4 separate regions of the Mus musculus genome follow, and all the other regions are linked to region 1. A link is a contact called in public Hi-C and HiChIP or PLAC-seq data. All regions are on one chromosome and are shown on one strand. Each heading gives the region's core, a stretch centred on a gene start, on an enhancer-like site or on the middle of the called end of the contact. The rest is flanking DNA. Distances are from core to core; before and after follow the strand shown.

Evidence for each region. Hi-C and Micro-C count contacts between places; a contact is called where the count stands out from the background. HiChIP or PLAC-seq counts read pairs in DNA pulled down with a chosen protein or histone mark.
Region 2: a contact with region 1 is called in a Hi-C map of bone marrow-derived macrophages, with 17 read pairs. The contact joins two enhancer-like sites. A contact is called at or near these places in 1 of 484 Hi-C or Micro-C datasets (bone marrow-derived macrophages) and 3 of 115 datasets of contacts at active chromatin or transcription factors (embryonic basal ganglia, embryonic stem cells and large pre-B cells).
Region 3: a contact with region 1 is called in an H3K4me3 HiChIP or PLAC-seq map of bone marrow-derived macrophages, with 5 times the contacts expected there. The contact joins two enhancer-like sites. A contact is called at or near these places in 2 of 484 Hi-C or Micro-C datasets (bone marrow-derived macrophages and nephron progenitors) and 3 of 115 datasets of contacts at active chromatin or transcription factors (bone marrow-derived macrophages, embryonic stem cells and extraembryonic endoderm stem cells).
Region 4: a Hi-C map of bone marrow-derived macrophages shows a contact between it and region 1, with 24 read pairs. The contact joins two enhancer-like sites. A contact is called at or near these places in 1 of 484 Hi-C or Micro-C datasets (bone marrow-derived macrophages), 1 of 115 datasets of contacts at active chromatin or transcription factors (embryonic basal ganglia) and 1 of 9 other capture datasets (embryonic stem cells).

The regions. Positions count from the first base shown.
Region 1 is chr8:11,037,297-11,039,865 of GRCm38.p6, forward strand. The region is part of intron 1 of 9530052E02Rik (RIKEN cDNA 9530052E02 gene); the gene reads left to right. Among named protein-coding and RNA genes, the nearest start is that of Irs2, 30 kb to the left of the region's middle. Within about 2 kb of position 1,280, at least 18 of the 459 cell types and tissues checked have an H3K27ac peak or open chromatin away from gene starts, as enhancers often do. A contact at or near this core is called in bone marrow-derived macrophages, where this site is marked.
Region 2 is chr8:10,595,258-10,597,826 of GRCm38.p6, forward strand. All of the region lies in intron 33 of Myo16 (myosin XVI), which reads left to right. Among named protein-coding and RNA genes, the nearest start is that of Gm32330, 77 kb to the right of the region's middle. Within about 2 kb of position 1,289, at least 4 of the 459 cell types and tissues checked have an H3K27ac peak or open chromatin away from gene starts, as enhancers often do. A contact at or near this core is called in bone marrow-derived macrophages, where this site is marked.
Region 3 is chr8:10,633,352-10,635,920 of GRCm38.p6, forward strand. It overlaps Myo16 (myosin XVI), which reads left to right. Exons shown (of 35, transcript NM_001319151.1): 35 at 72-1,391. The coding sequence ends at 299. Among named protein-coding and RNA genes, the nearest start is that of Gm32330, 39 kb to the right of the region's middle. Within about 2 kb of position 1,275, at least 26 of the 459 cell types and tissues checked have an H3K27ac peak or open chromatin away from gene starts, as enhancers often do. A contact at or near this core is called in bone marrow-derived macrophages, where this site is marked.
Region 4 is chr8:10,710,405-10,712,973 of GRCm38.p6, forward strand. No RefSeq gene overlaps it. Among named protein-coding and RNA genes, the nearest start is that of Gm39129, 27 kb to the right of the region's middle. Within about 2 kb of position 1,292, at least 8 of the 459 cell types and tissues checked have an H3K27ac peak or open chromatin away from gene starts, as enhancers often do. A contact at or near this core is called in bone marrow-derived macrophages, where this site is marked.

The DNA.
Region 1 (2,569 bases), core at 30-2,529:
AAACGGAGGCAGATTCTAGTTTTTATCACTAACATGTGGCTCAATACACCTATACACTGCTTCTTGTCCCTGTTGTTTTGAGACAGGGTCTGGCTCCTGCTGACCTTGGCAATGCCCGTCTCAGTCATCCTAGTGCTGGAATTGCAGGAGTGTGCTACTTTGTGTGTGTGTGTGTGTGTGTGTGTGTGTGTGTGTGTGTGTGTGTGCGCGCACGCGCACACACACACACACAAACATGTTACCATGATGAATAAAGGGGAAATCCCTATTGCCTGGCAAGTTTTCAGCTGCAACACCAGACATTCAACTTCCTAAACAATCCTCTATATGTTAATTGGTCATTTCCTGTTGACATGATAATGTCATAATCTTGAATGATCCTCTAGTTCTCCAGTCAATCGTTGCTCTATTTAGAGTAACCCCCTTGTCATATATGTTGCTTAATTTACAAGGAGCGAGGACCTAAACAGGATCAGGCCCTGAGATGTAGCCTGTGAACAGTGGATGTGTTTGTGTGCTGTCCATTAGAGCTCAAAGCTGGTCTTTTACATCTATCTATCTATCTATCTATCTATCTATCTATCTATCTATCTATCCATCCATCCATCCATCCATCCATCCATCTATCTATCTATCCATCTGTCCGTCCATCTGTCTGTCTGTCCACCCACCCATTTATCTGTATTTATTGTGTGTGTGGATACTAAAGGGCAACTTGAAGAAGTCATTTCTCTCCTTACACTATGTGGGCTTGAACATTCAACTCTTCAGGCATGGTGGCAAGTACCTTTACCCACTGAGCCATCTCGATGGTCCTAGATTTTCTGGAATTTTGGAGATATTCCCATCAGAGATGCCAGAATCTCTACAGTCACTATCTCTCCATAAGACTTTCTTGATTTCTAATGGAGCAGGAATTCAGCCAGTCAGGTGTGTGAACTCCAATCCTAGACTTCACTACCTCTGCACCCCTGGGGTAGAAGAGACATGCTCTCTCACACACAGTTTACCCACTGATAATGACAGGCTATTTGGGCTCGGATCAGTTGAGACAGAAAGGGAACCATTTAAGTGAATGCCCATGAGGTTAAGGGTCCAAGATGTTCATCAGGAGGAGGAAGAGCCACTGTGGGGTAGGTTAGGGGGACGCTGGCATTGTTCTGTAAAATGATCAGATCAGAAGTTGCCATCACATTCTCTGAAGGAAGCATCTCACCACCAGGGCAGAGCGTGATTCAGTCAGCCCTTTGAGAGACTCTTCTGCCTATTTAACATGGGTGCGTATGGCACTGTGCCACTTTCTGCAGCTTGGTTCCCCTATTCCTCTGTGTCACAGAAACTGCTCTGGAGTCCCGCCACCTTAGGAATATTTTTACCTGGATTCCTTGGGCTTTAATGTAAACCTCTACTGTTCCCTGTCATCATCAGGGTATGTCCCCTCCTATGGACAAAGCCTACCACGTTTACTCCAGATGCCTTCAGAACCAGGTTTTTAATAGAATCCTGGGTCTATGTCATGTTAAAAAAAATGACATCTCTGATGTTATACTAATATTAAGAACTTGGCATGGTGCCAAGATCAGGTGACAGTATTTCATTTTAAAACTCTGTAATATTTTGGATTCTAAAGAGCGCCCTCCACACGGCACTAAGTCAGCAGGAAAATATTAGCCGCCAGGAAGTCAGAGAGGGAAGTCACCAAGGGGATGAGCCACAGGGCCACGTTATTTTTCTTGCACAAGCCTTGATTACAGCAAAATCTTTTGCTGGAAATTAGTTACTGTGCAAATAGCAGAGACATTACCCTCTGCCTTGGTTGGCTCTTGGGAAGAAGAAGTAGAGAGTACTAAAGGCTCCACTTGCCCCTCCGACTGGTTTAATGGCTATTTAACCAATATTTGAAACAGTGTTTTAGACTGACTTACCCCTGTTCATTAGCTTTGCAAGACATCAGACCTATGGCCATGTTTCTTTTTTAAAAATATTTATTCATTCATTCATTTGTGTGTGTGTACATTACATGCAAGGGTAAAGGCACACACGCGCACACACACTCATGAGCCACCACAGCATTCATGTGGGGCAAAGCTGACATCTTTTGGGAAGTTGTTCTCTCCTTGTCCTGTGGATTTTAGGACTCATGAGCTTGGGTCACTGGGCTTGTGGGTAAACATCTTTGTCCACTGTGCCATCTCACCAGACCTTAACCAAAATTCTTCCCACCCAAAATTCTTTCAAATTCAGTGACAAATATATGCTATACTATGTATGCTGTGTCTTGCAGTCTGAGCTACTTTGAGGCTAGCAGAACATTTTTTTTTAAGTTTTATTTATCCTTTTCTCCTCCAAATAATAGAGAGTAGTTTTTGGCATTATGGAGCACTGAAATTTATAAATGAGGTGATTTAGCTGCCTGATGTCTACTGAAGACTAACCATTTAGCCCAGAAAGATGATGAACTTGAGGAAGGAGGAGTGAAGACTGCGATCGGGTGAAGGGTGGCCATGAGATTCACTGTGTCCTCTCCCCTACAATGAGAGCCAGCTGCCTCCTGCATTTATTTGCCCCT
Region 2 (2,569 bases), core at 39-2,538, 440 kb before region 1:
TAGAATGTAAGCTGCAAAGCTCTGCCTTGGGCATCACTGTCAGCATCCTACCGCTCAGGCAGAAGAGAGTAACTCACTCTCAGTATGATGACCTTTCGGAGGTTTGGTGGGATGCCGCTCTGCAGGAAGCAGCAGAAGGTGCTTCTTGTGCTGGGGAGAACATGAATGTCCAACCAACGTTGTAGAATTAAATGTTTTCACACAGCTAAGAATGTGAGAGGACGTCATACTGAGGGCCTTCAGAGGGCAGACTGGCTTTAGGTTATCAGGTGACTATCACTTAGAAACCAGCTGGGCTGCTACATCCGGGTCTATGCAAACAGATGTTTTCCCTGATATGGATTTAGTAGTGACTGATGGGAAAATCCAGCTCTTCTTTCCTGAGGGTGCCCAGAAGAGCCCTATGAGGCATCTCTGCTTACTCTGAAAAAGGTGGCCAGAGAGCTAATAGTCAAAGGCTGAGTTAGGGACCAGAGGCCACAATTCTCTTTATTGTTTCCTTTGCTTCCATGAAAGCCTGACTAAGGAGAGAAGACTTTATGGCAGCTTACGGTTGGAGAAGATACAGCCCACCATGCCATGGAAGCCATTGGTAGTGGGAGGTGAGGTGGCTGGTTCCATTGTTACAGCAGCCAGGATGAGAGGGAGAGATGTCTGCTGGTCCTTGGCTGGCTTAATAATTTTTCCTTCTTATTTAGCTCCAGAACAGAGTGTCACCCACATTCAGGGTATGTCATCCTTCCTCTCTTAAGCCTTAATAGAATCACCATCCTAAGTGATGCTACATCCATTCACGCTGATGTCAAAAGCAACCATGACAGCCACACTAGCCCAGCAAGGCAGCCTAAATCTTAGGCTCTCCTCCTGGGGACCTTGGGAACACTGGAAAAGCCTAATTCTCTGATAGCAGACTAAGTCCAGGATTCACTAAGGCCACTGAGGGGGGTGGAACTGAGATGTAGCCATCACAGAATCAGTTGTACTAGAACCAGGACCATGGGTTAGCTAAGGCTCCTCTGAATCTCCAAGTTGGGCTGAGGCCATAACATCCTTAGGCTCCTGGGGAAAACCTATGTAAATCTGTTCCAAAGGACAATAAAAGACTAGGCCGGTTAATATGATCACAAACCAAAAGACACAGCACACAATGAAGACTTATAAGACCTATGAGCACAAAACTCAGATGGAAAAATCAGAGACAGAACTGAATTGGCAGTCACAGTTTACTCATAAGAGCTTAAAAGGTCAGCGCAGAGAGACACGTGCCTTAGAGGAAGTGAATAAAAGCAGAAATTCCATCTGAATGGGAACTTGACTGCCCAACAGAAAATGGAACACACATCACAGCAAAGCCCATACAGGGTGATGTTGAATTTGACCAGAGAGTTGTTTAGGTGGGCAATAGGCAGGTAGTCTCTACAGAAAACCACATGGGATTGGAGGAAATGATGGGGGCATGCACCCAGCTCAGTGGGAAAGGTGGTGGGGTTCTGGAGAAAGAGGTGGTGATTAACCATAGAAACGTGTGCTAGTTTCCCAGCCCTTGTGAAAGCATCCAGGCATCGGCCCAACTTGGTTTGTTATAGAGCCCAGCAAACTCTTCCTGTATAACCCAGACATGAGCAGTGTCAATACAAGCACTGAGAACAGATGCTCTGTACACTTAATTCATAATCCATAAAGCTTAAAATAAATTTAGCACTCTCCAAACTAGTGAGCAGATGTCTCATTATCTATTGTCATGTGAGGAGTTACTCTCCCTTCTCCCAATTTTGAGAGTTAATACAACAAACGGGGATTATTTTGGATCTGCTAAGGGTCTTCTAAAACATCCCAGTAAGGAGATCCCAGGAGAGAGAAGGCTGAGTCCCTCACCAGAAGCAGAGCTGTCTTGGGGAGGACTTGGGCTTCCAGGGAGCGCCCCATGTGCTTGACTTTGAGTAGTCACAGTCCTGCAGATCAAACAACAAATACATTAGAGAAGGAGGAAGCAAGGTAACTCTTTAACCAAATATTTCATCTGTTTTGTTTTTAAAAAATCATCAAAACATAAAAGTTACAACTTAGGAAATGGTCGTAGGTAGATTCAATCAAGGTGACTCAAATCTCTCAAGGCAGATTGACTGGTGGAAGCTGATGAATTTTTACAAGCACCATGACTTCCTGGCCCATGGTATTTTCTCATATCAATGCAGTTCCAGGACCTGTGTGTTAGAGTCTCAATAAGCATGTGCCCATTGAAGAAACACTACTACTTGCAAATGAACCACTAATTGCTAGGTAGAGAGCCAGAAAAATCCAGTCCTCAGTGTTACAGAGCCATTTCCACACATGTAGCCTGTGGCTTGCTTATTACCACAGAACCTCGAGAGAAGAACAAGATTTTATTCGATTTTATTTTGTTTTATCTTGTAAGTGGGGTTGGGGGATGGGGATACCACATGTGTGAAAGTACCCAGGGAGGCCAGAAGATGACATCAGATATTCTGGAACACCACACCCTTTAGCATAGTGTCATACTGCCCGGGTTCAAACTCCAAACCCGATGCAATAATATCCAAACATAGGA
Region 3 (2,569 bases), core at 25-2,524, 400 kb before region 1:
TGCCATTGCTGCCATATTCCCCTGCTCAACTTAGTCACTGTAGGTACCTTGATTCTTCTGTTCCACTGCAGGTTATCCATCAGCTGAGGCTCTCTGAGAATGAAAGCGTAGCTCTGCAGGAGCTGCTGGACTGGAGGAGGAAGCTCTGTGAGGCCAGAGAAGGCTGGCAGGAAGCCCTGCAGCACCCGGAGCCCCGTGCACCTCCGCCGCCACCCTGCAAGAAGCCGACACTCCTAAAGAAGCCTGAGGGGGGCTCCTGCACCAGGCTGCCTTCCCAACTCTGGGACAGCAGTATGTGATCCAGCGTGGACTGTGGGCACCTGTCTGAGCTGTCTAGTGACTGCAGGCTGCTTCTGCAGGAGGCTGCCTTCCAATGCCTGAGGTCTCACCAGGCTTCTCCACAAAAGCACAGGACACTAACGATGACTACCCGAGACCTCCTGTGTGTGCCGGTCTGTGTGTGCTCACCAGTTCCTTCTCCATTTCTTGATAGCACACTGAATTTTAGGACCACACTGCTCCCAGATAGCCAGAGGCATGGAGGCATGTGGCTGAGTTCAGAGGTCAGAGCAGTGGGGGGGGGGGGGGGCGGGGGGGGAGGTCCTCCAGGCAGCTGTTTCTAATACACCCCACAGTGGCCACTACCCTACCAGTGGCTGTCATATGGTGCAGCACATAGGACATATGTTTCATTTCTTTGTAGTTGTCTGTCATTAGAATTACAAACCTGATGACCGTTTTACATGTTTATGACCATATTTTATAATGTTATACACCTGGTGTGTTCCCTTTCTTCAAAATACAGATTTTAAAAGACCATTTCTAGGATTTCTTTTTTAATTCTACGTACTTATTTTTAACCCAAAGCCCCTCAAGTCCTGGGGACTATGCGTTGCTCTGGCTTTAACAGTTGCCTACAGCAACGCTGGTCGAGAGGTAGAGTTTATGTGCCCTGTCCCTCCACTCTCCCCTGCACCATGCATCTCCCTTGGGTACACATGGCTTTGGCATTCATTGGTTAAGCTTCATCCCCACCCAACCCCTCAGCTTGGCGTAGACGGCAGGATGTTTATGGTTCAAAACGTATGGCTTCAAGTTCCTGGCTGGTGATACAGGACTTTCAACAGTACCGATAAGCAGGCTGAATCTCACGGGACAGAGCGGTGTGTTGCCCTCCCCTAGGGACGCTGCATGACTCTCTTGCTATGTGCCCGACTGGCTGTCACGTGCGTGTGATAGCCTTGCTTCTCCATGTCTTTCTGCCCACTGTCCGTGAGTTCTGAGCAGTGGCTCCACCAGCCATCTGCCACCTCCCCCGCCCCGCCCCTTGGACTTGTTCATTCATTTCCGCCATTGCCGGGCTTCTGTGCCAATAAAAGGGTGCAACTGTATTCTGTCTCAGTCATTTGTGGTCAGTGCTGTCTGCTGGGAATTCTTGTCTCCTGATCAGCAATGTGGAAGCAACAAGAGCCTTCACCCAGCTCTCCTTTATATTCCTTTATAGCTATTTGTAAGCTTCAAGAGATGCCTGCTAGCACAAAGAGAGTGCACTGTATTAAAAAAAGAAGAAGAAAAAATCTAGGAGTAGCTATAGCAATCAAGGCACAACAAGCAGCCTAGAACTGACCACCCCAGCCTTGTCGGAGGCTCTGGATACAGCTGACTCTGCAGTAAAGAAGGTGGTTGCTATGAGAGCTCTAGGTTGGTGGCTTCAAATTGAAGGGAATGCCCAAGGAGAAGTGACTTGTTATATCTAAGAATTAGCTCTCCTGGGGACCACAGCCCCTCCAGGACATCACAACAGGAAGAATGAAACACCATGGCTAACTACATTGCCCTCCCAAAATCAAGGAGGTGCTCGGCTTGCTCCTAACCAGGTCTATCCAGACTCGCTGTCATCTCTTCATTCCCATCTCTCTGAATCCAGCCCACAGACTGTGACAGAGTTAGCTCCTTACTGGCACAAAACTTCTTTGGCCTCCGCCAGTACTCACATATTGCCAATGTTAATAATCTGGGCTGAACTGGAACCTTGAATGGTTCCCCACACAGAGTAGACTGTGAAGTGCCAACATTGCTCCTGTGTGCAATGCTCGGACTGCACTCACGTGGTATCTATTACTAAAGTGAACTGTTTGTGCTGTCCAGAGAATTACCCAAAGAGACTGGACTAGAGAAAGCCCATTCTCGGAATTCTTTGGGGACTGGGATCTTTTGAGAGCTAATGTCTAGTGAGGGACAACGGATGGTTTGCAGATAGCCATCTTCTCATTATAAGCTCATGTGGTGGGATAAAAGGAAAGAGGCAACAAGGCCTCTGGGGTGTCTTTCTCAAGATCCTGTCTCTGGTCTCATGACCTTGTTGTCATCCCCCAAAGGTCCACTTCCTTGTGCATGCTGTCACACTGAGGTCTCAGCTGCAGTGTGTCAACTTGGAAAACACACAGGGTCTAAATTCGTGGCACTGACAGACACTCATAAGGTCATTGTGCTCATTCTTATATTAATATTGAAATTACAGTTCGGAGTTTTAATGGAACCTTTCAAAATATCACCTTTCCTTTCTCCC
Region 4 (2,569 bases), core at 42-2,541, 330 kb before region 1:
CTCCTTCATTCCTTTCTCCAACTCCTTCACTGTGGTCCCCAAACTCAGTCCAATGGTTGGCTGCCAACATTCACCTCTGTGTTTGTCAGGCTCTGGCAGAGCTTCTCGGGAGACAGCTATATCAGACTCCTGTCAGCAAGCACTTCTTGGCATCCACAATAGTGTCTGGGTTTGGTGACTGTATATGGGATGGATCCCCAGGTGGGGCAGTCTCTGGATGACCTGTCCTTCAGTGTCTAGGAGCCTGCATCTTACAAAACCAAACCCCACTGATTTTCAGGGTTTGTCTTCTTATCAGAACTATGGCCAATTGTCCTTCACCTTCGTCTGCTTTCAGCTGCATTTGTCTCATTTCTTTCACGACACTCTCTCCCTCTTAAGATTACCAAATACTGCCCATAATTCACTTACATTTCTTCCAACAGTCCTCCTCTCCCCACAAGGGCTCAGTAGGCAAAGCCAGTTTCGTCCCAGGATTGTCTAGTACTGACAGGGCACAGCCATTCTCTGATAAGTAAAGTTCTCCATACCCCTTACACCCAGAGGTTGGTGGTCACCTATTTAGATTTGACCCCTCTTGACCCACATTGAGCTTGGGATATCACACAATATGTGCAACGCCAAACTCTATAGAAACTGATTGAAGACTCGTATCCCTTTGGTTCTGTAAATAGTTGGCAGTCACTGACAAGAAATGATGTGGTATAACCGTCAGGTAATCTTGAGTACAGTGGCCTTTGCAGTCTGCTTAGGAATGCTAAAACCTACCCTAGACTAAAGTGGGAACATGAGCTCATAGAATGTGCTTTTCCTGATCTAGTGACATCATTGAATTAAAAAACGAATATATTTCCAGATGATTGCCTAACTAAAGGGAGTGTGGAGAAAGCTTCATTTCCTTCCCCGTTCTTCAGTTTCTACAAGCAAAAGAGAAACGAAGACTGTGAATTCCCTCTACATGGAGCAGATATTGATTGATTTCTATCAACAGAAGCTTTTGGGCACACATTTCTAAAGAGCTCAAGTCATTTGAACCAGCAAAGTGCATCCTCGGTGGGCTGACCTAAGTCAATCCTTAAAAAAAAAAATCATAGTTTTAATGACAAATCACTCAACCTTTAGAATAAATTGAGGCTCCCAGCTGGTAAGACAGTGCCTGACAGAGCTGAAGCTGTGGTGTGCAGAAGCTAAGGCGTTTACGGAGAAGAGCTCTGCAGCTGGGGTTCGTTTTGTTTTACCTTGGATCGTTGCTTTGTAGTTCCTCAAGTGAGAGTAGCAGAAGAGTGTTTCCTGCAGCCTAGCGCCTCTGGTGTGGAAGCCAGGGCTGCGTCTGTCTGTCTGGTTCTTGGGCTGTGAGTAGAAGAGGGGAGACAGTAGAATGAGAGAGACACACAAAGGGAGGGAAACCAGGCCGTTTACAATATTTATGCTGGTTATCTGACTTAATGATGTTTTAAAGTATTGGCTTTAGTAGAAAATACTATTAGTATTGATTTTATATGTTCTTTTTCTCTTGTTTTAAACGTGTCTACCAGAACACTGAAACTCCATAGGCCAGCCACTCGCCTTCCGTTTCTAGCATAGAGTGCTGCTCAAGGCAGAAACTTCCAGGAAGGACTTATTAAACCTTATGTTGTTCACAAATAACTCAATTTCTTCCTTAAAATGCACTAGCCTAGGATTTCATCCCATCAAATAGTAAACAACAAGGTTGATTTCTATCCGTATAAATAAGAAAAAGTAGAAAGGCAAAGAACCAAGTGGGCAAGGTTGAATTTCTGGGTATTAATTTTAATATGTGATTTTAAAAGCACACCACACAGACACCCCAGCTTTGAGCTTTGGGTAGAAGATTGATAGCAGACTAAAATTGATCCTTTGCCCATCAACATGACAGGCGCGATAATGGATAGATTACCCATATCAGCTAATCAGAATGCAGCCCCATGGCCACCACGGAGCAGATGTTTCCTTTTGTGTCATGTTGATAGAGAAATGGACAAGGGACATTTAAAATTCATTGTGGGGAGACTCTATATTATAATGAATCTCATTAATAGTGATTAAGTTTTTTTTTTACTCCCCCGCTACTGTGGTTAATACCCTCCCTTTTGTAGGTCAGAAGGGCTGAGGTAGTCAGCTTGCCAGCAGCTGGTATCACCGTTTTGTGTCTCAGAAGGTTTCTTATGCTTTAAAGCAACTTCTAAACTAAAAATGTTCATTTCCTTATAAACTGGCCAAATTCACATGACAGAGGTTTTAAATGACGAGTGCAAATGGAGAAATGTCCAGCTTTGCCAAGGTCTCTATGACTTTTAATTGCTATTGCAGGCAGGTGGCAGCTGACATAACCACCTTGTTTACTTGACTAGAAAATTCTTCTGGGGGCGGGAGCAAGCAGGGGCCAGAGTGAGTGGGGCCAGAGTGAGCAGGGCAGAGCGAGAGAGAGAAAAAGAAAGAAAGAAAGAAAGAAAGAAAGAAAGAAAGAAAGAAAGAAAGAAAGAAAGAAAGAAAGGAAGGAAGGAAGGAAGGAAGGAAGGAAGGAAGGGGAAGAAAGAAAGAGAGAGTG